5 separate regions of the Mus musculus genome follow, and all the other regions are linked to region 1. The links are chromatin contacts, called in public HiChIP or PLAC-seq maps. All regions are on one chromosome and are shown on one strand. Each heading gives the region's core, a stretch centred on a gene start, on an enhancer-like site or on the middle of the called end of the contact. The rest is flanking DNA. Distances are from core to core; before and after follow the strand shown.

What was found. HiChIP or PLAC-seq counts read pairs in DNA pulled down with a chosen protein or histone mark.
Region 2: an H3K27ac HiChIP or PLAC-seq map of embryonic stem cells shows a contact between it and region 1, with 3 times the contacts expected there. The contact joins two enhancer-like sites. A contact is called at or near these places in 1 of 15 datasets of contacts at CTCF or cohesin (the NIH/3T3 cell line), 3 of 484 Hi-C or Micro-C datasets (CD4 T cells, nephron progenitors and neural stem cells) and 14 of 115 datasets of contacts at active chromatin or transcription factors (embryonic basal ganglia, embryonic midbrain, embryonic stem cells and 1 more).
Region 3: a contact with region 1 is called in an H3K27ac HiChIP or PLAC-seq map of embryonic stem cells, with 6 read pairs. The contact joins two enhancer-like sites. A contact is called at or near these places in 1 of 39 promoter capture datasets (cranial neural crest), 6 of 484 Hi-C or Micro-C datasets (all in embryonic stem cells) and 18 of 115 datasets of contacts at active chromatin or transcription factors (embryonic basal ganglia, embryonic stem cells, extraembryonic endoderm stem cells and 2 more).
Region 4: an H3K27ac HiChIP or PLAC-seq map of embryonic stem cells shows a contact between it and region 1, with 6 read pairs. The contact joins two enhancer-like sites. A contact is called at or near these places in 1 of 484 Hi-C or Micro-C datasets (nephron progenitors), 9 of 115 datasets of contacts at active chromatin or transcription factors (T-cell acute lymphoblastic leukemia, embryonic stem cells, extraembryonic endoderm stem cells and 2 more) and 1 of 9 other capture datasets (embryonic stem cells).
Region 5: a contact with region 1 is called in an H3K27ac HiChIP or PLAC-seq map of embryonic stem cells, with 5 read pairs. The contact joins two enhancer-like sites. A contact is called at or near these places in 3 of 484 Hi-C or Micro-C datasets (all in embryonic stem cells) and 10 of 115 datasets of contacts at active chromatin or transcription factors (embryonic stem cells, extraembryonic endoderm stem cells and pancreatic cancer cells).

Annotation. Positions count from the first base shown.
Region 1 is chr13:97,492,424-97,496,940 of GRCm38.p6, forward strand. Lncenc1 (long non-coding RNA, embryonic stem cells expressed 1) reads left to right here. Exons shown (of 2, transcript NR_110432.1): 2 at 1,982-4,517. Among named protein-coding and RNA genes, the nearest start is that of Gm41030, 33 kb to the right of the region's middle. Within about 2 kb of position 2,583, at least 6 of the 459 cell types and tissues checked have an H3K27ac peak or open chromatin away from gene starts, as enhancers often do. A contact at or near this core is called in embryonic stem cells, where this site is marked.
Region 2 is chr13:97,258,002-97,262,518 of GRCm38.p6, forward strand. No RefSeq gene overlaps it. Among named protein-coding and RNA genes, the nearest start is that of Enc1, 19 kb to the left of the region's middle. Within about 2 kb of position 2,575, at least 23 of the 459 cell types and tissues checked have an H3K27ac peak or open chromatin away from gene starts, as enhancers often do. A contact at or near this core is called in embryonic stem cells, where this site is marked.
Region 3 is chr13:97,289,775-97,294,291 of GRCm38.p6, forward strand. Gm33390 (a long non-coding RNA gene) reads right to left here. Exons shown (of 3, transcript XR_382781.1): 2 at 4,152-4,383; 3 at 3,940-3,966. Among named protein-coding and RNA genes, the nearest start is that of Gm33390, 7.1 kb to the right of the region's middle. Within about 2 kb of position 2,452, at least 52 of the 459 cell types and tissues checked have an H3K27ac peak or open chromatin away from gene starts, as enhancers often do. A contact at or near this core is called in embryonic stem cells, where this site is marked.
Region 4 is chr13:97,318,724-97,323,240 of GRCm38.p6, forward strand. No RefSeq gene overlaps it. Among named protein-coding and RNA genes, the nearest start is that of Gm33390, 22 kb to the left of the region's middle. Within about 2 kb of position 1,913, at least 19 of the 459 cell types and tissues checked have an H3K27ac peak or open chromatin away from gene starts, as enhancers often do. A contact at or near this core is called in embryonic stem cells, where this site is marked.
Region 5 is chr13:97,353,088-97,357,604 of GRCm38.p6, forward strand. No RefSeq gene overlaps it. Among named protein-coding and RNA genes, the nearest start is that of Gm33447, 21 kb to the right of the region's middle. Within about 2 kb of position 2,589, at least 11 of the 459 cell types and tissues checked have an H3K27ac peak or open chromatin away from gene starts, as enhancers often do. A contact at or near this core is called in embryonic stem cells, where this site is marked.

The sequences.
Region 1 (4,517 bases), core at 1,333-3,832:
ACATATTCATGATTTTGTTGTGCCTTCCTGGTCAATTGCCAGAGTTTAATAGAATGCCCTAGAACTGACACTCCTTCTTCAATTGTAATGGGTAATACTGATTTCCTACTTTCCAAGCTCTCGGATCGCTTAGGAGACAAACCTTTGGCATATCTGTGAGGCATTTTTCTAGTCTGCATTAATGGAGGTGGAAACACCCACTTCCAATGTGGGCAGCGCCATCCACGGGGAAGCGGAACACGAGCACTCACCTCTCTGTTTCTCGACTTCGGATGAGATGTGACTCATGCGGCCGACGGGGCGGAGTAGGATGGTGTGACATTCTGTGATGCTACTCAAAATGATACATATCTTAAAACTTGAGAACTACTTATTTATAGAACCTTTCGTTTAAACATCTGAGAGGGTAGTTAGTCCCAGGTGAGGCGGCCTGTCAGAATGGAGAGCTCAGACGAGAAGGGGAACTACCTGGTATGAGTGTCAGGTCTGGAGGACTCAACCCTCATGAATGGAATTAATGTCTATTTGGATAACTGACAGATTCCTGCCTTCCGGAATAAAATGCACATTGCTTTGGGGAAAGTTTCAGGTTCATAAGTTCTTCATCCAGGGTCCTTTCAGTAGATAGGTGAGGGATTATCTGGAACAGGCAAGGGCCCTTAATGTCATTGTGCGTCATCATGCCAGTGTCTCTAAAACCTTACCTCTTAACCTCTCCTCATCTTTTACCAGTTGCTGGTCCTGTGATCCTCCTGGGACAGTAAAGCCACACAGGGCAGCAAGAGCAGCCTTTCTGTTGCCGGAGATATTCTGTGGGTATTGATTCGGCTCCCTCTGACTTACTTACAATGAGCTCCCAACACAATCGAAGTGATGTATAAAACCGTGAGGCTGGAGCTTCGGCCAAGCAGAGGCAGTATGCAATACATAAAAGCTGGAAGCCCCCCTTCCCCCCCCCCCCCCCCGCCGCGCTTCTGTGACACTTCCAGCTGGAAGATGAATCGGAGCCACACATTCCAGCTCTGCTTGGGTAGCACGGAAATATGCAAGCTGCAATCATCTAGGTATGCTCACTACAGCTAAAGTGGTGCTGTGGTGCCAGTGCCACGTGCCGCGAAGGCTGCCAGCGAGCATTTTTTCCAAGGACCGATTATTGGGAAATTCAGCCTTTCCTCCTCTCGCTCCCCAACCATTCATGGAAAGGTTGCCATGTGCCAGGAAGCCCGACTATTTCAGTCAGTCATGAAGCCATCTAAGCACAGGTGTTGGAAGAGGTCAGCCTTTGAGCCGTGATTTAATACTTAAAGGTTTGTGGATAGTACCTTTTACATTAGTTGCCTAAGTGTTAGAAGGGTCCCTAGTGTGGGGTGAACACGTCCTCATAGTTAAATCGGGAGGCTTTCTCTTAAAAGTGCTCAGTGTGGACCAAAAGTTACATAAGCGCTTTGCCTTAAAGGCTATCCAGTTGGTCTTTCACTTTAGTTCAGGCTTAAAGAACAAAAATAGCTTTCTGGTTTTGTCTCCTTCTGGACGAGTGGCCATCTGTTTACCGTTTAATATCACCAGCTCATGACTTTTCAAGGAACTGCGCAGGATTTCATGGTTGTGCATCAGGGACTTCCTTCCCCTAGTTCACTCTTCCACTGTGGTCCCTTCCACCGGGATAACACAAAAGCACTTCCCTGTCTCTTTTGGTTTATCTGTGACCTGCCCCCAAAAACACATATATGTTATTTTAACTCGGCAGTTCATAACCTGTGGGTCACGACCCTTGATGTGTCAGATATCTTGTATATCAGATATTTTCATTATAATTAAAAAACTGTAGCAACATTAGTTATGAAGGAGCAATGAAATCATCTTGTGGTTGGGTGTGGGGTGGGTCACCACGACATGAGGGACTGTATTAAAGGGCTGTGGTGTTAGGAAGGTTGAGAACCACTGCTCTGATCCCTTTTTTTTTAACATTCGAACCTTCCAGAAGCCTGACCAGACTTGGAACTGAAGCACCTTAAGGACAAAAGAAAGACTTGCTGAGCTCGCTCACAGACCTTCTAGAGCAGCGCTGGGCTCATGGATCTGGAGATTATGGACAGAAGATAATGTAGATGTTATAACCAGGCCAGCGTCCTGTGGTAAAGGGTGTCTTTAGATCACTGTTTCGTCGGTATAGGTAAATGACATGAAGAACATCTTTATAGGCAGGGGATGAGAATCTGAGATGAAGAAAAGAGGCTCCCCTGATGGACCATTCTAAGCTACTGTCAGAAGCAGGATCCATAGAACTTAAGGACATGATTGCAACAATTATCAGACATTGGCCTCTTAGGTCATGGTGATCTTTTAGTATTTTGGCTTTCTGCTGTCCTTTCATAAAGGAACCTCATTTTTAGCTTCTATTGAAGATATAAAATCATCTCATAGTATTTTCTCATTACTAGGAGCTGTAAATCACTTCAAAGCTGTCTTTCTCCTTGATCATTTGCATATCAAAGTATTTCTCTTGAGTACGGTGATCTCTCCCCCTGTGGTTTGCTGTGTACCAGTTCTCTCTGGATCCTAGGGCCTAGGGAAGTGTGGATTCCAAGTGACTGGTGTTTTTCTACAGTAGAGCTTTTTTGTTGGCTCTTACCTGGGAGGACAATGGGGAAGGGCCAGGGCCATCCTGTTCTTTGCTGGGTGTGACCTTTCCTGCTCTGCTTCAGGGTTCCATGCTGAAACCACCTTTAGCCATCATCGAGTGGGACTCCTTTTTACATTTTGGTGATTTCAATATTGTTTTTGTATGGGTTTTGAGTTTCAGTCCTAAATCTGTGTGGTGTGACAGAGGGAACCTCTACACAAAGGCCTGCCAATCTGCAACCTCTTCATGCTGCCACTGGTTAGATCAACAGTTCACTCTAGACACTGAACCTTGCCTGCATGCGTGCTAGTGTCACCACCAACATCAGTATCACTGTGCACCAGCATCAGCATCACTGTGCACCAGCATCAGCATCACTGTGTATCAGCATCAGCATCACTGTGCACCAGCATCAGCATCACTGTGCACCAGCATCAGCATCACTGTGTATCAGCATCAGCATCACTGTGCACCAGCATCAGCATCACTGTGTACCAGCATCAGCATCACTGTGCACCAGCATCAGCATCACTGTGTACCAGCATCAGCATCACTGTGTACCAGCATCAGCATCACTGTGTATCAGCATCAGCATCACTGTGCACCAGCATCAGCATCACTGTGCACCAGCATCAGCATCACTGTGTATCAGCATCAGCATCACTGTGCACCAGCATCAGCATCACTGTGCACCAGCATCAGCATGACTGTGTACCAGCATCAGCATCACTGTGCACCAGCATCAGTATCACTGTGTACCAGCATCAGCATCACTGTGCACCAGCATCAGTATCACTGTGCACAGCTCAATCTCCATACGTCAATCGCCAGATCGGTCCAAAAGTGTCTTGTCTGTGTGTATTTTCTCCCACTTTACCACTCCACTCTGGCTTAAGCCTTCCCACCTGCTACTGTGTACTGTGTGGTTGCTGGCTTTGGGAACTCCCAAACTTTCCCTCTGTATTTCATGTTTCTGTTGGCCTGACAAGTATCTCTTTCTAAAAAAGTACTAGTTTATTTTATGTGAATGAATGTTTTGTCTGTGTAGCTGGTATGTGCTTGGTGCCCATGAATCCCAGAAGAGGGTATTGGATCCTCTGGAAGTGGAGTTAGTTACAGATGCTTGTGAGCCTTCATGTGGGTTCTGGGAATTGAACCCAGGTCTTTTGGATCCCAGTGATTTTAATGGTCGAGCTATCTTTCCAGCTCCTTCAGGGCCTGAGAGAGGTCCTAGAACCCCTAAATTCCCCAGTGACTCCCCTTTGTTATTCTGAGAAGTTTCAGCTTCAACTTGCCATTCTGGGAAACACAGGACCCTATAATCCACCTGCCTTCCGGGATGAACACATGGCTTCACCCCTGAAGGCAGTGCTTAAGGCACTGCATGATTCTCCACTTCCAAACGTGATCTGTATTTTCTGCCCACCTACCTCTTTGCTTAGTCATTCACTGTATTATTCCCTATTCTGTGCTGAGCACGAGTGTGCTCTCTCTCTCTGTCTCCTTTCTTTTTGCTTTTTTTTTCTCATCTTTCTTTTTTTTTTGTCAGTTTTATGTATCTTTGAAAATTTTATTGAATGTAACCTTTTTAAGAGTCTTGGATGCAATGTCCTTTCTTTGAGCCTTGAAATCTGAATCATCTCTTTAGTGTATTGTGGCAAATGACGGTGTTTCTCTGTGTATTCCTAGCTGTCCTGGAACTCTTTTTGTAGATCAGGCTGGCCTCGAACTCACAGAGATTTGCCTGCCTCTGCCTCTCAAGTGCTGGGATCAACAGCATGTGCTACCACTGTCCAGGTCTTGATTTCTTGATTTCTTGATTTAAAAGAATGAGTCTCTGCATAAGGCTTGCCTAGGCCATCAGCTACAAGCTTCACTGGACAGTGTACAGACA
Region 2 (4,517 bases), core at 1,325-3,824, 230 kb before region 1:
ATATAATAATAAATAAATCTTTTTTTTTTTAAAAGAAAGACAAAGTTGTACTTGATATTCTGTGGCTAGGGAGGAGAAGGGAAATAGGGTTTCGGGGAAGTGGAGCTATTCTGAATGATGCACACTGGTGGATGGATATGTGGTCCAAACCTATAGAGCACCAAGAGCTAGACCTGGTATGCCCTGAGGACGTTGGGTAATAGTGATAGGCCTGGGTTGTTACAAATGTAGATTGTAACAAATGGCCACCGTGAGACCAGGTGTCCACAGAGAGGAGAGTAAGGTGGAAATTGGCTGTGAGCGAACTCTTTACTTTCACTTCATGTTCCCGCAAACCTAACTATTCTGAAGAGAAATCTGTTAAGCATCCCAGATATAGATAGATAGATAGATAGATAGATAGATAGATATAGAGATAGATAGATAGATAGATAGATAGATAAACTGCTCAAGCCAAAATATTATGAAAATATGGAAGTAAAAGGAGTCTTGTAGAAATTTGGCGTAAATCATCTGATCCACTAAAGCATGGTATGTATATCTATTACCTGTGTACACTGTTAGCGTTTCCTCTAGGCTCCGCCCATCAGTTACCTAGCAACAGTCAGGTAAGAGTCTGGCTTGCTTTAAAAGGACTCTTTGGCCTCTCTCTCCCTCTCTTCGGCCTCTCTCTCTCCCTCCTTCCCCCTATTCCCAGCTGGTCTCTTCCTTTCTCTCTCTCTCTCCTCTCACTTTCTGTCCTTTTCCGTCCCCTTTCTTTCCCACACTCCCTTCTTACCCTGTTGGTACCTGGGGGCAATGATGCCTCAGTCCCCCTAAGGAACGCCCTCCTGCTGCACCATGCCACCGCATTACAAAACACCATACACACCATGTCCTGGAAACAGTAAACTTCCCCTGTGACTTTATGAAACACATTAGTTGGTCTTCCACCTAAGTGTCTGGACTCACAGGTGTGAAATGAGGCTCTTTTGCGTGCTAGTGAAGCCTCTTGGGTGCTGGAAGCCCCTTTGTAGTTTCAGCAACAGAGTCTGGTCCCAGGGAGAGCAAGGCAGAATGTAAGGGCTGTGCGCATCCCCTTGATATCGAGGGAGAGATAGTGCCGTGCCATAGGTGAGGTTGAGTAGCAATGGCCAACATGTCATCAATCACATCCATTAAAAAAAATCTCATTAAAAAACCCCAAAACACTGTGTTCAGAAGGGCTTCAGGATCCCAAATCAGGTCAGCACCATGGGAAGCTGAGATGTAGGCAGGTACCATGTTTGCCTAGCACGGGCAAAGTCCTGGGTTTAACTCTGGAGAAAGAGAAAGCAAAGGACAGCAAGTGCAGATGGCTAAGGAGGAGCCCAGCCAGCAGTCAGAGCATCACAGACAGAGCACACTACAACTCAGTGTCAGAACCCACTCATAGCTTAGGTTAGCGGCAGCGGCATGTCACACCCACTCCTGTAGAGTCTGCGGGACCCCGACTGGGTCTGCCTGCAGCAGCGGGCGGCGGGCAGCGACAGCGATGCAGCGTGTGATCTAGAGTAAGTCCTGCATCGCCCTCCCACCGTGTCTAGCATTCAGCGTTTAGTTATTGCAATATGTTTTGTTTCCTTGGGGCGGAAAGCAACTGCCATAAATACCATGATTTGTGCAACCGTTCATATGTGCCTAGAGATCCGTTTCATCGTTTGGTTGTTTGGTTGGAGAAGACAGCCCAAAAAAGTGAAGGAGTCTGCCGGTGCCAACTAGGAAGGACAGAGGCTCTCTCCAGGAGTTCTGCTCGGGTTGACTAAAGCTGCTGGAGGAAGCAGAGCAGTTAGTTCAATCTTAGTCCGCACTGGCCCGGGCAGCTCCAACATTCAGCGAGGAGGCCCCTTTCATCTTGGGCATCTCTGGGAAGAGGGAACTACTACAGTCAAAGAAATTGCTCCATTAGGTTGGTCCATAGGCAAGTCTGTTTTCCGATGTGAGAGGGCTCAGCCCATCGTGGGTGGTACCATCCCTGGGAAGGTGAAACAGCAGACTGAGCAAGCCGGGAAGGTGAGCCAGTAAGCAGCAGCAGCAGCAGCAGCAGCAGCAGCAGCAGCAGCAGCAGTCCTTCAGGGACCCTGCTCAGTACTTGCCTCCAGGTTCCTGCCTTGAATTACTTCCAGGAAGTCTCGGCACAGTGGGCTAGGACTGTATGCTGCAATTAAACCTTTTTCTCTCTAAGCTGCTCTGGTTATGGTGTTTTATCACGAGAATAGAAAAGTGTCCAAGACAGGCTCGGCGGGGGGGAAAGAGGGGATGGGGTGGCTTACCAAGGCACAGTGACAGGGTGCAGATACCGGGGCCCTTTGCATCCAGCAAACTGGAGAGAGAGAGAAGGCCCTGGGCAGGTTGTGCTCAAGGTATGAGGCCTATGCAACATTTCAGCGGCACTTATCTCTTCTCTAGCCTTCCCTGAGCCAAGTCCAAAGACAGAGGAGTTCTGAAGTTCCTGGGTGGCCACTGTTAGCTAGCTGCCATTCAGTGTCTCCAGCCTCCGAGGCCCTTCCCTTGCTGAGAGCCAGGGGTCTCCTGAAGATACTTGTAGTTGATAGCTCAGGGTCAGAGTAGAAGGAAGCAGCCTGAGGTGAGGCCTGGCAGCTGTAATTGGACCTGGCCCATAGGGATCAGGCGTTTGCCATTTGTTCTACTTTCCCAACACTGTAATGAAACACCGGACAGAAGTGAACCAAGAGAGAGAGAGAGATTTAACTTTTGGCTCACAGACACATGTATGTGCACAGCTCAATAGAAAACTTCAAACTTACTTAAAACACAAGATTAAAAAAATTTTTTTTTTCTTTTTCCTTTTTGTAACTCAATTGCATGAGCCTTTGTGAATGGCAACCCCTCCTTTTGAAGTGTCTGCCAGGAGGTAGATCCCATCACAATGGAGAAGGCACGCTGGCTGCCTCACCCCTGTTAGCAGAGCAATAAGAAAGGAGACAGCAGGGTGACATCCTGGCAGATTAGGAGGCGGAGTCAGGACTTGAAGGAGGGCCGGGCTATAACCCTCAAGCTCCACCCCTGGTGACCTTTGCCTACCAGCCAGACCCCACTTTTGGTTCCACATCCAAACAGTGCCATTAGCTGGGAACCAGATTCTCAAAATGAGCCTGCGGGGGACATACCAGATTCTAACCGTAACACCCTCTATGGCAGACCAAAAGAGGGCAGGTCAGGAAAAAAGAGAGATTTGACCATCTCTTCAGGTTTAGCAAGGCTGAGATAATTCTGCTCACAGGTACACTAGAGCTTGTCAGAGTCTATGCTGGGAAGCTCACAGGATAGAGCTTCCAGGACAGATGCAGCAGAAAGGTACATGCAGCCGTTCCTGCCCAGCAACGCCCCCCCCCCGCCCACCCCCCCACCCCCACCCCCACCCCCCCGGGGAACCACTGGTATTCTCAACACTGCTTTTGTCTTCAGCCTACTTCACAGAGCTCAGACATGTGCAGTGTCCCACAAGCTCTCCCCAGGTTCCCTGGAACTCTTTCCCTCTTCTTCGCATGCTGTTTGTTTATTTATTTTGATAGCGTCCTGGAATTTGATAGCAGGCTGGATTCAGTATAGCCAAGGATCTCCTAGTGGTTTGAATAGGTTTGCCCCCCCCCGTCCCCCCCCCCCCCCCCGTCCCCCTAGACTCATGTGTTTGAATGCTTGGCCATAGGGAGTGGCACTATTAGGAGGCGTGGCTTTATTGCAGCAGATGTGATCTTATTGGAGGAAATGTAGCACCGTGTTGGCGAGCATCGAGGTCTTCCTGTGCTCAAGCCCTGCCCAGTGTGGAATCAGAGTCCCTTCCTGGCTGCTTTCATATCAAGATGTAGAACTCTGGGCTTCTCCAGCACCATGTCTGCCTGCACACTGCTGATGCTCGCCACCCTGAGGATGATGGACTCAACTTTTCAAACTACAGGCTGGCCTCAATTAAATGGCTGCCTTTATAAAAGTTGCCTTGGTCACGGTGTCTCTTCACAGCAATAAAGCCCAAACTAAGACACACCACCTTGAGTTCTAGCTCCTCCTGCCTCTGCCTCTGCCTCTGAAGTGCTGGATGAAATGGGTGTACCCCCATGCCTGCCTGTGTCTTCATTTAAATATCTTCTTATGCCATCTCTGTCTTGCCAACTGCTTCATGGTGGGTGCTAACTCTGAAGGGCTACAACTGAAATCACAATATCTTATGTCCTCAGTTTGGGGCCTAGAGAGTTCTTATGTGGGCATGGTGTGTGTAGTCTTTTTAAAGAAAGAGTTGTAATGGGGATTGGACCCTCTAAGACCCAGTGTGAGCATTTTCCTTCTACAGGAATTCTTTGTTTTCTCTTTTATATTTGTGTATGTGGGGGGAGGGGTATGACTAAAGTTATTTGTTTGTTTGCTTGCTTGTTTATTTGGTGTGTGTATGTGTGTGTTTGCATGTGAGTGTGCGCACACATGTCTCTGTGCATGTAGAGGTCAGAAGCCAACCTCGGCATCAGTCTTTGTCTTCCACCTTG
Region 3 (4,517 bases), core at 1,202-3,701, 200 kb before region 1:
CCTGAAACTCATATTTTTCACTTTTAGGGGATGGTGGTGATAAGATAATTAAGAGGAGGAATAAACAATTTCAAATTATCCCTTGGTGGTGCCTTCTATGATCACAATTTACGAATAGCGAATACTTTCTTGAGAGTCTCAGTGTTGTTAGCATATTAAAGGACCCCTCTCCTTGTTGAATATCAAGTTCAACCACAGAAGCCATACCCGTCCCTTCCTCTCCATTTTATCTCACTGACAGATCCCTACAGATGTCCCAGGCAAACTGCATCCTCCTTTAAGGGTCTAATACATCCTAGGCTAGCTTCAAACTCAATGTAGCTAAGGGGGACTTCAGCCTCCTGATTGTGCTCCCATTGAGTGTGACGGGGCTATAGGCTTGGTGTTCAGTGTTGGAGTTTTAACTTGGGCCTTAGTGCATCTTAGATACAGGTTTAAAGTTTACTTTTTTCTTGTTCGTTAGACAATATTATAACTTGACATTATAACCAAACATTATAACTTGAGATAGAGCAAGAACTGACAATAACTGAAATACTCTGTGAAACATTTTTTTGAGTAAAAAAAAAAAATTTTTTTTTCAAATAGAATTTCAACCTAGAGTGTTAACTATAAAGCGCTGGTGACTGCATTTAAATGTCACTAATTAGTTTTACCTCCAGAGCTTCCACCTCACAGTAAGAAAGCCAGGTAATGGGGCAGATGGGGAGAGTCGGGCTTAAGGACCTTTGAGAACAGGCTGTGGCTTTCTGTTTTAAAGTGTAGTTTTTGTCATCTTGAAGTTCTATGGTGTGTTTACATTTTTACTTCTTTGTCATTGCTGTTGTGGACAGACGTAATGGTAGAGGGTCTGAGTGTCTTATGGCCTTTGCGTGAAGATCAGAAGATGGCTCTGTCGAGTTTGTTCTCTCCTTCCTTCATTACATGGGTTCCAGGTGTCCAAGTCAGGTCACCAAGCTTGCCTGGCAAGTGCCTTGATTTACCAAGGCATCTTGCTGGCCCATTAGGAAAATTTTTTAGAAAAATTGGCTATATAGAAGTTGAGGATCTGGCAGTTCATCATCATGAAGAAATGGCCAACTTAGTGTGAATCTTTCCAGGCACAGACGTCCATACAGAAGCCCTAGGGGAGCTGTTAGCAATTCCTCTAGGCTCTGCCCAACCGTTACCTAGCAACAGCTTGTGTCTCCACCCTCCAGGTATGAGACAGGAGCCAGGCTTATAAGAAGACCACTGGAGACCTCTGTGTCTCCCTCTCTCTCTCACACCTCTCCTTCCCTTCCTCCCTCCCTCCCTCCCTCCCTCCCTCCCTCCCTCCCTCTCTTCCTCCCTCCCTTACCTCTCTCTTCCTCTAACCTCATGCGTCCCTGCCGGCCTCTTCCTCTTTGGTCCTTCCTCATTCCTCTGTCTATTCTTCTCTGTCCCCCTTCCTTCCTCTGCCTCTACCCCTTTTGCAGGTCCCCTTCCCATCTCACTAATAAACCTTCCTTATGTTAGGTCTGTAGCGTGACTGATTCCTCCGGGGACACTTTGGCAGGGCCGGCTGAGGTGCTTCTTCCTGTCACACTTTGTCAGACACAACAGGAGTGGCCTTGCAGCTCAGCACTTGGGCTATCTGGTCACAGCCCAGCCATAGGTAGCCTTGGCTGACCAGGCCAGGCTTTCTCGCTAGATCTCACTCTTGCCAAGCCCTGGGCTCTGGCCGCTGGAGCCACAGACTCCTAAAGGCAGGCATCGATTTTTCCTGCTGTGTGTCCTGTTCACTGTCTGGAATTACTGTTCTCCAGACGTCTGCTTCTCCTCTCCAGCCAAAGCCAGCTGGACTCACTCTCAAGGGGAAGACAGAGTTGGGATGTATGGTGTGTCCCTGTCCTGCAGTATTACATGGCCCTGGGTTGTCCTCTCCTGTGTGTCTTTTCTATGTGCGTGTGCGTGAGTGCGCGTGCGTGCGTGCGTGCGTGCGTGCGTGCGTGCGTGCGTGTGTGTGTGTGTGTGTGTGTGTGTGTTATGGGGGTGGGAGGGTTTGTAGCACCATTAGCCACAAAGTGTTTGTCTTAAATTCCAGTCCTGAGCAAGGAGTGCTCTGATATATAGTCTCTGGTGTCCCCTTCCAGTACCTAGCACAGGGGTGCTGATCTGTCAATTGGTTCATTATGTTACCTTAAAAAACAACAACAAAATAAAACTAAACCAAACCAAATCAAAAACCATTGGATAGGAAAGACACTTGCTTAAGTTAATGTGTGTGTGTGTGTGTGTGTGTGTGTGTGCGCGCGTGCATATGTACACATACACACACACACACACACACACACACACACACACACACACACAAGCCCCATCTGTCTCTCCATCTGTCCATCTGTCTGTTTGCCTGCCCAACGAGTTTGACTTTGTCTTCAGTCACAGCTTGGGAAGCCATAGGAACCAGACATCTGTGCCCTTAGCTCCAAGGGCAGTGGTGTGTGGGTGACTCGCAAGCTGGCCGGGGCTTGTGGAGCAGCTGTGAGCGCACAGGACTACCCTTTTGTTCAAAGAAAAGGAAAGACAAAGTCTACGTGCCAATGAGGTAAAGAGAGACCCTGGTTCCTCAGACAGGAATTTCAGAACTTCAGTGGTGTCTTTGTGGCTGGTCCCTAATCTTTTCTTTTTCAAATTTCTCTCAAAGGATGATTAAGACATCTTTAATTAACTATTAAAACCCAAGTGTTCTAACACAGAGGACAAGATTTACAAAATCCTTTTAATTACCGGAACCAGATTTTTTCCCCCTGATCTGTAAATACCTGTTTACTCCGCAACCAAATTTGGCTTTAATTAAACTGGCTGTCGGGGGTGAGGGGTGGGGTGTTGAGAGCTGGGAAACGCCTCAATTTGCATTCGCGCTGCTTTTAATGGCGCTGGCTTCACAGTGAGGATCAGAGGCTGGGGTAATTTATTGTTGAAACTGGAAAATCGGGCAAAAGGGGATTTGCTTCCCATATAGGAACTCATGGAAATGACACACACCCTTGCCACTTCTGATTTATTCAATGTGTAGTAGTGGGATTACCGGAAAGTCCTTCAGTGATATGAGATTAGCTCTCTCTCTCTCTCTCTCTCTCTCTCTCTCTCTCTCTCTCTCTCTCTCCATACACACACACCCCATTGATTCGTTGAAACTAGCAGCCAAGTTTATGGTTCTAATGACAAGGAAAGAAAACCCAGAGCCAGCTCTCCTCTGTTCAGCTTTCTGTTTAATATTCAATAAGGTGCACAGTTTGTTGAGAAAATAAGGGTGGTGTTTTGCCATCCCCTTACGGATTTCAGTCAACACACGGAGGTGTTGGGAATGATCTGCTAAGCCCATTTCCCTGCCTTGAACCATCTGGTTCAAATTCTGTCTACCTGCTTGGGGTGCAGCAGCTTTGTCTGCCTGTACAGACAGGGAAGTCACAACTCATTAACAGTTTAGGGTAAATCCCTGTGGAAATGTGCAACTTTACTATTGTGGTAGGTCTCCCCTAGGGAGCAAATTAGATAGGGCTTTTATGTAAACCAAAGAAATGTTAGGTATATTGGGAGATCTGAAGAGGATCTGGAGGTGGGGGGAATAGAACTAATGTATTATTTTAAATGGGAACAAACTTGTGTGTCATAATCTGACTGGTCGCTGAGTTCGGCGGGAAGTGGCCAAGTGACACTGAAATACATTGAAATAGGGACACATGCATAGTAACAGAAACAGAAGCAGGTTGTATCTCAGTCTCCTACAGGAGTCAGAATCCAGATGGAGACCAGCTATGACATCTACAGATTCACCTTGATGTCTCCATGTTGGAGGCTAGAAAGCATCTTCTGGGGCTGGAGAGATGGCTCAGTGGTTAAGAGCACTGACTGCTCTTCCAGGCCCTGAGTTCAATTCCCAGCAACCACATGGTGACTTACAACCATCTGTAATGGGGTCCGATGCCTTCTCTGGTGTGTCTGAAGATATAAATGAAATAACATAAGTCTTTTAAAAAATGAGAAAGCTTCATCTGTTTTAGTGTCCTGAATACAATCATGCCTGAATCACAAGGTTTCAGCCAGAGAGTTAAGTCACAGCTTACTAGTGGTTTCTGGGAAATGCTTCTCTTCTGGTAAATTGGAAGAGTTATTGTCAGACTCACTTCCTTCTTGACTCAAGGAGAAAGATTTTGTGTAGATGGGATGTCCTTTGACTGTCAAGGGCAAGGTTATAAAAACTGCAGACACCAGGCCCAGAACTGAAGTCAGTGCTGTCTTGTTCTAGATTTCTTCTTTGTTAATTTAGCCACGGTCCTGATTACTGGTGGCCAAGAGAAGTGCTGACAGTCCCTGCCGATTCGGGCTCTTAATTGACAGATTCAATCAACCATGGATCTGAAATAAGCAGCAGAAAATGAGAGGCTAGGTTTGATGTGCACAAGCTTTTTTTCTTGACACTATGCCCCAAACAGAATAATATAATAACTATTGACGTTGCACTTAGACCTATATCAGGCATTATAAGTCAC
Region 4 (4,517 bases), core at 663-3,162, 170 kb before region 1:
TTCTACCTCCTAGGTGCTGGGATTACAGGCATGTCCCCACATCCATGGTCCCCACTAGAAAGGCAGAGACAGGAAGACTGCCCTCTCTTCCATCCTGCCTGGGTCACATTGTTCTGTCAGGCAGGGCTACATGGCAAGACTTTCTAAACCAAAGACAACACCAGAGGTTGAGAGATGGCTTAGCAATTGAGACTCTGTACTGCTCTCACTGAGAACCCGAGTTTGGTTTTCAGTCCCCACATCCAGCAGCTCACAACTGCCTGTAGCCTTACGTCCAGGGAATCTGAAGCCCTCTGGCCTCTGAGGGTAGTGTAGGCAAACTCACAAACTCATACTCAGGCACACATATGTACACATACTTTAAAAAAAAACAACTTTAAAAACAACAAACAAAAACTCCAAACAAACCCCGAACAGCAACAATAACAAAAAAGAAAAAAAAAAAAAGAAAAAGGTAGCCAAAGAACATATGCAATAATAGCACACACAAGATGGTTTCTTGGATCAGAGAAGAAGGTATCTGTGGCAGTCTGGCTTTGTAAATTAGGGTCCCTGGAAAAGTAGAAAATATTTGTGGAATTTGAAAACCTTTCATCATGGAAAATTTCAGACACACACACACACACACACACACACACACACACACACACACTTTAACCTCGTCCTTTCATTACCCACTCTATATCAGCACAAGGAGATAGTACTTTGAATAGTCTTTATCAGTCTCTCTCAAGTGGATTATCTTGCTGGACATATTAGACATAATTTTTTATCTGTAAATAGGTCAGTCAGTGTGTATCTGTGTAAAAGGCATGGTATTCCCCCCCCCCCACTCTCTCTCTCTCTCATCTACAGTATAACTACACCACCTAAAAATCCCACCATTTGTTCCTCAATGCTGTTAATACTTCATGCACTTTTTGGACAGACTGGTTGGGGAACTTTCAGGCTAGGGGAAGGGCAGGGAGGCACAGCAGGTCATTGGAGACCCTGTCCACACTGCTTCTGTCTGGTGTCCACAGGTATAATTAGGCCATGACCTTTGCAGACCCTCACACAGCAGCTAACTAATGCAAAGCCAAGGGGAGGGAAACATCCCAGACTTCCTGGCTTCGGGGAGTCTCCTTGGGTATGCTCCGTGCCCGCTCTTACTCTGGGTGGGCTAACCTGCACAGTCCCACATTATGGGCCAGCCTGCACTGCCTGCTTACAGCAGCTGTGGGCACCATTTGCCCGCCACATGGGTGGGATCCATGGCATTCTGAGAAAGTTTCAGATTGGATAGTAATTATGGAGTGGTGTTAGTCACAGAGGTTTGGGGGAGGATGCTAAGGTTTAGAGTGAAGGAGGGGACAGCGAGGACAAGGAGGCCTTTGTCCACCACTTGAACCACTTTAGCACAGCGTTCAGGGCAGATGGCCGAGATGGACCCCTGAGACGAGCTTCTTCACATTTTTTTTCAACTTTTCAGACAGAAGTTCCACAGTCCTACGCCTGGGGCTATCTGAAATATTGAACTAAATCCGTCAAAACCTTTTAGACCATTGTTTTAGGTTCATTTGTATTTTCTCCAAATTTGGGCCTAGCCACTACTATCAGTAATAATTGTGACAGGAAGTGACCTAGCATACATTTTCAGAGGTTTAATCCATTATCAGCATAGCAGGAAGCCTGGCAGGCTGCAGGCAGACATAGATAGAGCTGGAGAAGGAGCTGAGAGTTCTACATCCAGATCCATAGGCAGCAGGAAGAGAGCGAGAACCTCTGTGCTTGGCTCAAAGCCCACCCAACAGTGACACACTTTCTCCAATGAAGCTACATCCCCCCAACCCCCCACCCAGCAAGGCCACATCTCCTAATAGCACCACTCCCTGGTGACCAAGCATTCAAATCAGTGACCCTATGGGGGCCATTGTTATTCAAGTCTCCACAGAATCTCACTGTCTCTCTCTATAGGTGAAGCCTAGTGTCTGCTTAATTCAAGCCAACAAACGTAACCCCCCCAACAAACGTAACCTCTTCAAGCCCCGCACACCCCCCCCCCCGAATCCCCCCAAATCATCATCCCCCCCCCCCCCCCCCCCGCCAACCAAAGCACGACTTATCTTTACAGGATGTGTAACAATTTCCTCTGACTCATGAAGTCAGGATCAGGAAGCAGATAGCCTCACAAACCCGGAAAGCTAAAATATGCAAGACCCTCAAGGCCCTGCTCTGGGGTTGTAGAATCAGTTAACAATTGCTGCCTAGAAGAAACTCCCACTAGCAGGGACTCCTGGAGACTCTGACCCATCTGCTGAGCTACCTGCAGGTTGTGCAAGGAGTCCAAGAGTCCTCATGGGGCTGGGGTGGGCTGATTTTGAATCACCCAAGTTTCTCAAAGTAACCTATAAATGGATGGGTTTGCCATAGTGGACTTTGTGGGTTTGTTACTTGTCCGGTGAAATATCTTGTGTGAACAGACCTTTGTTCACATCTCCCCAGGTAAAGTTAATATAACAGGAACACGGCAACTCCTGGCAAGAATGAAAACTGTCCACAGATAATCCAATAACCCACTCTAATGCATCGTTCTTCTGGCTCCTCAGTATCACTGGAATAAGTCCAATTTCTCCATAGCCATTTGTTGGGAGCCATTAAGACAACACAATTGTCCTGATCTCTGAATTGGGCCTCCCCCCCCCCCCCGAGAAGAAAGGGGGGTCAAAAGCGGGCCACGACACACTGTTCCGAGAACAACCACAGGATGTTCCAGCCCTAAGTCAGTGCCAGATGTCCTGACCACACCCTGATACCACCAAGTTCCTGCTTCCCCATGTAACTGCCTAAAGAATGTGCAATTCTATTGCCCCACCCCTCCTGTGCAATTCTATTGCCCCACCCCTCCCACTGATAAGTACCTGTACTTCCCCTTTTGTTTGTGCAATTCTACTGCCCCATCCTTCCTGCTGAATGGCACTTCCCCTTTTGCTTGTGCATTTAAACCTTGGGCCTGGCTAATACATTGGAACCTTGATGCCACTCAGTACGTTTCCATGTTGTTATTCGCACAAGGTTCTCGTCTCTCTCTATCCCCCAATTTGGTTCTTAGGAGAAGGTCCCCTCGAGACCCTTGAATAACTGGACCTGCTGGACGGGTCGGCCATTATCTTCCAAACAACCATATGCCTTCTAGGTCCTTCCTCCCTCCCTCCCTCCCTCCCTCCCTCCCTCCCTCCCTCCCTCCCTCCCTCCCTCCCTCCCTCCCTCCTTCCTCTTTCTTTCTTTCTTTCTTTCTTTCTTTCTTTCTTTCTTTCTTTCTTTCTTTCTTTCTTTCTTTCTTTCTTTCTTTCTTTTTCGAGACAGGGTTTCTCTGTATAGCCCTGGCTGTCCTGGAACTCACTCTGTCGACCAGGCTGGCCTCAAACTCAGAAATCCACCTGCCTCTGCATCCCAAGTGCTGGGATTAAAGGTGTGCACCACCACTGCCCGGCTTCTAGATTCTTAAAACACATTCACTCTGTGAGGTGCCTGCGTTTCTCCTGCTTCTGTTGGGCACAGGATGGAAATGCTTCCTAGGTTAATGCTCAAGGCCTAATTTGTCTTAGGCTCCCATTTGTCAATTTCTAGCACAGATGACCGCCATTATCAGCCTTCCTTCGCAGGCTACTTTGGCTATAGTGCCACCATGTATAAGAACATCAGTCCTGACTTAACTACTTCCCACAATGCCTCAGCTTTCAGTTCATTCTTCACAGGCTGCTTTGGTTTGAATGTAAACTGTCACTGACAGGACAGTGTGTTTGAATACTTGGTGACACTATATTAAAAGGCTGTGGATCCTTTAGGATCCTCGCTGGAGCAAGTGGCTTTCTTGGGTAAGGACCTTGACAGACTCTAGTGTGGTCTAAATCCTGGCTCAAGCGCTTTGCTTTCTGATTCTTTGAGATGTGAAGAAATTCAGTGACATGAACACTTCTGTGTCCCTACTGCCAGCTGAACTGTGAGCTAAAGTAGACCCTTCTTCTGTGGTCTATGCCGGATGCTTTCGACACATCAAAGAAAACCAAAGAGATAGCAGGGCCTTACCAGACAGCTACATGGCACACTGGTCCTCTCCTTTGAAACACCGATCACATCTGCAATTTTTAAAATAGTGATTGTAGGGTTATGGGTTATGCCTGTTTCTCCTTGAATGTTAACACATACAGACAATTGAAGCCTGCAGACAGGAACCCTGGTTCCTCTGCCTCTCTGTCTCCCTCAGGGCTCAGCACAGTCCCTGAAATCCTTTGCAGAAAGTGTTTGAATGTGAAAGAAGCACTCCATCTAAGGGGAGGGTCCATGGTGGCAAATATGGAATGTTGACCATGGAAACAGAAGGGAGAAGCAGAAAGGCGGAGGAGAGCTGGAAGATATTTGTGGATTTCCGGCTTGATGGCTGTCTCCCCTTAGCGTGTTGCCCAACACACTGGTCCCAAGAGTTAATCTATTAAAGAAGGAAAGGGAGCCATAGGCACAACACATTGACGAGTGTG
Region 5 (4,517 bases), core at 1,339-3,838, 140 kb before region 1:
TTTAGCAGTTCTTTTGAAGAGACTCAGTACCCAGCACCTGCTTATAGAAGGAAAACTAGCAAGGAGACATTTTCCCCTATTGGCTCTCTGGACTTTCTCCTTAAAAATCGTATACTTAGTATCTTCTTCAAATGTTCAAGAAGCTACTAATGAAGCACTAAGTGCCCAGAGGCTCAGAAGGGAACTTTGGTAGAATCTTGGTAGATGAGTAAAGTTTCCTGTTAGCTTTGTTCAGAGTGGAAAGGGCTCATGGTTTAGCAGTGCCTTTGCGGCAGTAGCAATGGAAAAAAAGGGTTTCTCCGGGAGCCACTTGTGAAGCAGTCACTGGGCAACGAGAGAGTGGGTTGCAAATTTGTCATCCATGTTTTGCTCTTGGAGGTTAAAGTCAGTTTAGTCAGTTTCTTTTGCTGATGATGAATACAGAAGCTCCTAGAAATGGGCTGTGTAAGTAAATATGAGTGCCAGTTGGAGTGTTAAGTAGCCTGCCAAAATTTCACGTGTAATCAGGTACACCCGATCAAACCACTTGCCTGTGTCCCCATATCGTCATCTGTCCAATGGAGGTTACGAACATCTCCCTCATAGAGTTGCAAGGACGAAATGAAGTCGTGGCTGTGCAGCACATGGGACATGGGACATGGGAAGTGCTGTTGGTTCAACTTCCTCCTTGTTGCCCGCTCCTCTTCCTCACACCAGGCAATTCTTGACAAGAGACCACAGAGGACAATGATCCGTCACCCTCAAACAGGCTTGCTTAGCATTTTCCTCTGAAAATGGAGGACCTAAGGAACACAAGGCAGTGTGCTCACAGGTAGTGTTTCTCTTTAGAAAGGAAGTAGACGCAGTACTCAGTAAAGCACCTGCTCCCAGCCTGCCTTTCTTCATACGTCAGGAACCTGAAGCCCTGAGTGCATGTTCCCTGTGTTTGCCACAGAGACTGGGCTAGTACAGGGAGACTGGGAAGGGTGCTCTGAGTGGAGGTGCAGGGCTTGGGTCTGAAGATCTTTCTCCCTAACTCTGGATTGCTGGATAAACCATCTCACCTCTTCAGCACACACTGCCTTCCCCTCCAACAAGACAGACACAACTGCCTGCATGGCGAGATATCTCCTGACCAGCGCAGAGTCAGAGGTTTGAGTGGCTGCCCCTTTTCCTGCAGCAGAAGCCTTGCCTGGCCCAGGGCTATGCTGCTGTTTGCCCTCAACGATCTGCAGTGAGTGGGGCCTTGCTCTTCTCTGCCCTCCATACCTCGCCATCTCAGACTCTTCCCCTTATGGACAAACTAGAAGAAGTTGGTGAGTGCCTGCACAGAGGCCGTGGTTGGCTACAATCACACGATGCCAGACTGTGAGGTGTCCTCCTGCAATGGCGGCTGCCCTCGGCCTGGTGCAGCCACCACGGTTGTGGAGGATGTTGCTGAGAGAAATGCATCAGTAACTGTCATATTATGGCATTAATGAATTTACTGCATTTGGGGACTGGACTAGAACAGAGACACATTCCTGAGCCCCGTGGCCCTGAGCCTCTCTGATTTGTTAACCATATCTAAACAAGGAAAGAGCTTGTGAAAACCTCTTGTGTGGGCAGGGCAGCTTCTCAGAAAGTGACAACCTTAGTGTGCTCACCGTGTCCACCACCGAGTAAAGCATTTTACAGCACTTAACCCTTTCAGTATCCTCAGAGGGCACTGGCTGTGCTAAGGGGAGGCGGGCAATGTAGAGGAGAAAGAGGTACTTTCTGAAAGAAAGTAAAGAAGCCTGGAGGAGAGTGGATACCCGGGTGAGGATGTGGGACCTGGGCAGGAGTTGATTCAGGCAAGGGAAGGTAGACTCAGGCTTCTGTCTTCACTGGGGAGGAAACTGCCTGTAGTTATTCCAGGAGAGTGTTCTTTGAGATTGCTGCAGCCAAGTGACCTGGATCGTGTCTGCCCACGATGGCCTTTTGCTTTCCCATGTTTTTGCCTTTTTACACAGGTTCCTGGTCCTTGTTGTGGGAAATATTAAAAAAAGAACCATCACATTCCCATGTTGCACCCTGCTACTCTCTGACCCCGCGGGCTGGTCGGCCACACACTTGAGGAAAATGGCTGACCTGTTTTTATCTCATGGAGACTCTGACTCAGTGCTCCAAGATCTCTCCACCCAGCTCACTCAGTTCCTACAGGCAGGTTGCTACGACGCCAACCCTGTGCTTCAAATCTCCCATGGCCTTTGTGGTGCACATCAGGCAAACCCACGCTTTGCCGCTGTACCTTTCTCTCTTGAACCCAGATGAGCCACTATGTGAAGGAAAACACAACACAAACTTAGTTCAGAAACAATAATAACTTAATCACTGGGCACAACAATTAAAATCCTAATCTTGTAAGCCTTATTAAATCTAAATCATCCGGAGACACTCATAGCTACATCTTGTCCTCATGCTATCCCCGTCCAAAAGGACCTAACTCTCTTCTGCTTCCTCTCTTCCTCCATTCAACCCGGAAGTCCCGCCTACTCACCCAGTGATTGGCTCCTTTATTCATTAGGGAATTGGTTCACTAGAAGTCACCTGAGTACAGTGACTCACTCCTTGTCTGCAATCCCTCCCAGGTGAGTGGAATTAGCATCAACATACAAACAGCACCAGGCCCATCCGCATCAGGTCCTCACCACCTGCTCCCAACACCTACCTCGTAGTATGAGATGACAAGTTTCCTAAAAGTCAGTTTGGTTATGTTTGTTCTTACAAGCAAGAAACTGGAGGTCCAGAGATGGGAAGAGATCAAGGTCACATAGCAAGGCAGGACTGAAACTCACTTTGACTTTTGGTTCAATGCTGCGGACAAGAAGGACTCCGACAGCCACCTTCCCTGTGTTCAGCAATCTTTTCAGCTATTTCTTTTCATCTTTGTGTGAGGGAGGAATGTTGGCCCCACCTCTTTGTGTGATGGAAGCTTGGAGAGGCTGATAAATTGCAGCTGCCACCAGATTCCAAGCCACGAGAGCTTGTGGTCTTTGCTCCGAACTTAAAATGCCCAGTACTACCGTCACTCATGTGCCTGGTGAATGTAACTACTGCAGGTCCTTACCTTCCCTGTGTTCCTGTCAAGCTATGGCTAAGCTGAACCCTGCTCTTTCCCATCGTTAGAAGGTTGTTTACCAAATTATGTGGCTTACATGTGACTAAAGTGAAAACTCAGTATTCATCTCTCCAAAGGATTCCATGCCATGTCTGTCCCCAGGAGACAGTTGTCAGTGTTTGGGGCTGTATAATAGTCCCGTGTGGTAATTGATGTTCCTGGACTAAGGATGCTGAATATCACTTACTATCATGGTTCTATTCAAAAACCTAATCACAGTATCTATGTAGAACATGGTACTCCTGTAAAATGAACCTGCCTTCACAAAGACTTTGACAGTGTTTATAGTAAAAATTTTGACCCTGCATTGACTCTTGAGAAGGGCATTGGGATGGAGAGCCCTGTTACATTACTGTACACTGAGACACGATGGCAAAGCTCACATGGAAGTCTGACCCTGTGTAAATGTACCCTGCACAATGCGGCCCCTTTCTCTTAGCTTCGTTGTTCTTATTTACAGAACGGGAAGAATTGGTGGCTACCTTACAGGAACGTTGCACTATTTTAATGAGCTCATGCATGTAGAGTGTTCACAACAGTGACTCACACAGTTAATCCAATATTAAGATTAATTCTACCTACAACGTGATGCAATATTTAGAAGTATCAGAACCATTGTAGAGTGTTCTACAGTAGGGCCCGGAGAGCTGGCTCTGTTGGGAAAATGCTCACCTTCCAAGCACAAGGACTTAAGTTTGATTTTTGGAACCAGTGTTGTAGCATGTTATTGTAATCCCAATCCTGGAGAAGCAGAGAAAGACAGATCCCCGGGCCTCACTGGTGGGCCAGCCAAGCACAACGGGTGAGAGCCAGGCCAATAAGAGACACTGTCTCTCTCACAATGTCCATCTGCGGTAGGGAGGATTAAACGAAAACCAGATTCACGAACTCGGACATTTTTCTAGGTGTGAGTCATGCCTCTGGGTAGGGTTATTTATCTGCTCAGAGCCTGTCTACGGGACCTGGAATGACAGCAGTGTTCCTGGGAGGTCTACTTGTGTTTATCGTTTATGCTATGGTCAGGAATCAGAAGTAGCCAGGAAGCTCTGGAGTGATTCCATATTGCCTCCTTCAGTCTTTGATAATTATCATCATCATCACCATTATTATTATTATTATTATTATTATTACAGGGCTGGGATTGAACACAGCGCCTCATGCACATGAGGCAAGGGCTCTGCCACTGAGTTCCACCCCCAGGCGAGCTCCTTCACTCTTTGAGAGTGTTAGGGTGGTCCTTATAAATCCCTCAGCTGGACAGCTGCGTTTAGCAATGGGTGGTTGTGCTTCAAAGAGCCAGGTCATTTTAAAGGAATGTGAGAAGTTCATCTTTGGGGACAGAGATTAAACAGTGGGAAAGTAGGTAAGTGATGTGCTGCCCCACAAGGAGAGGCTA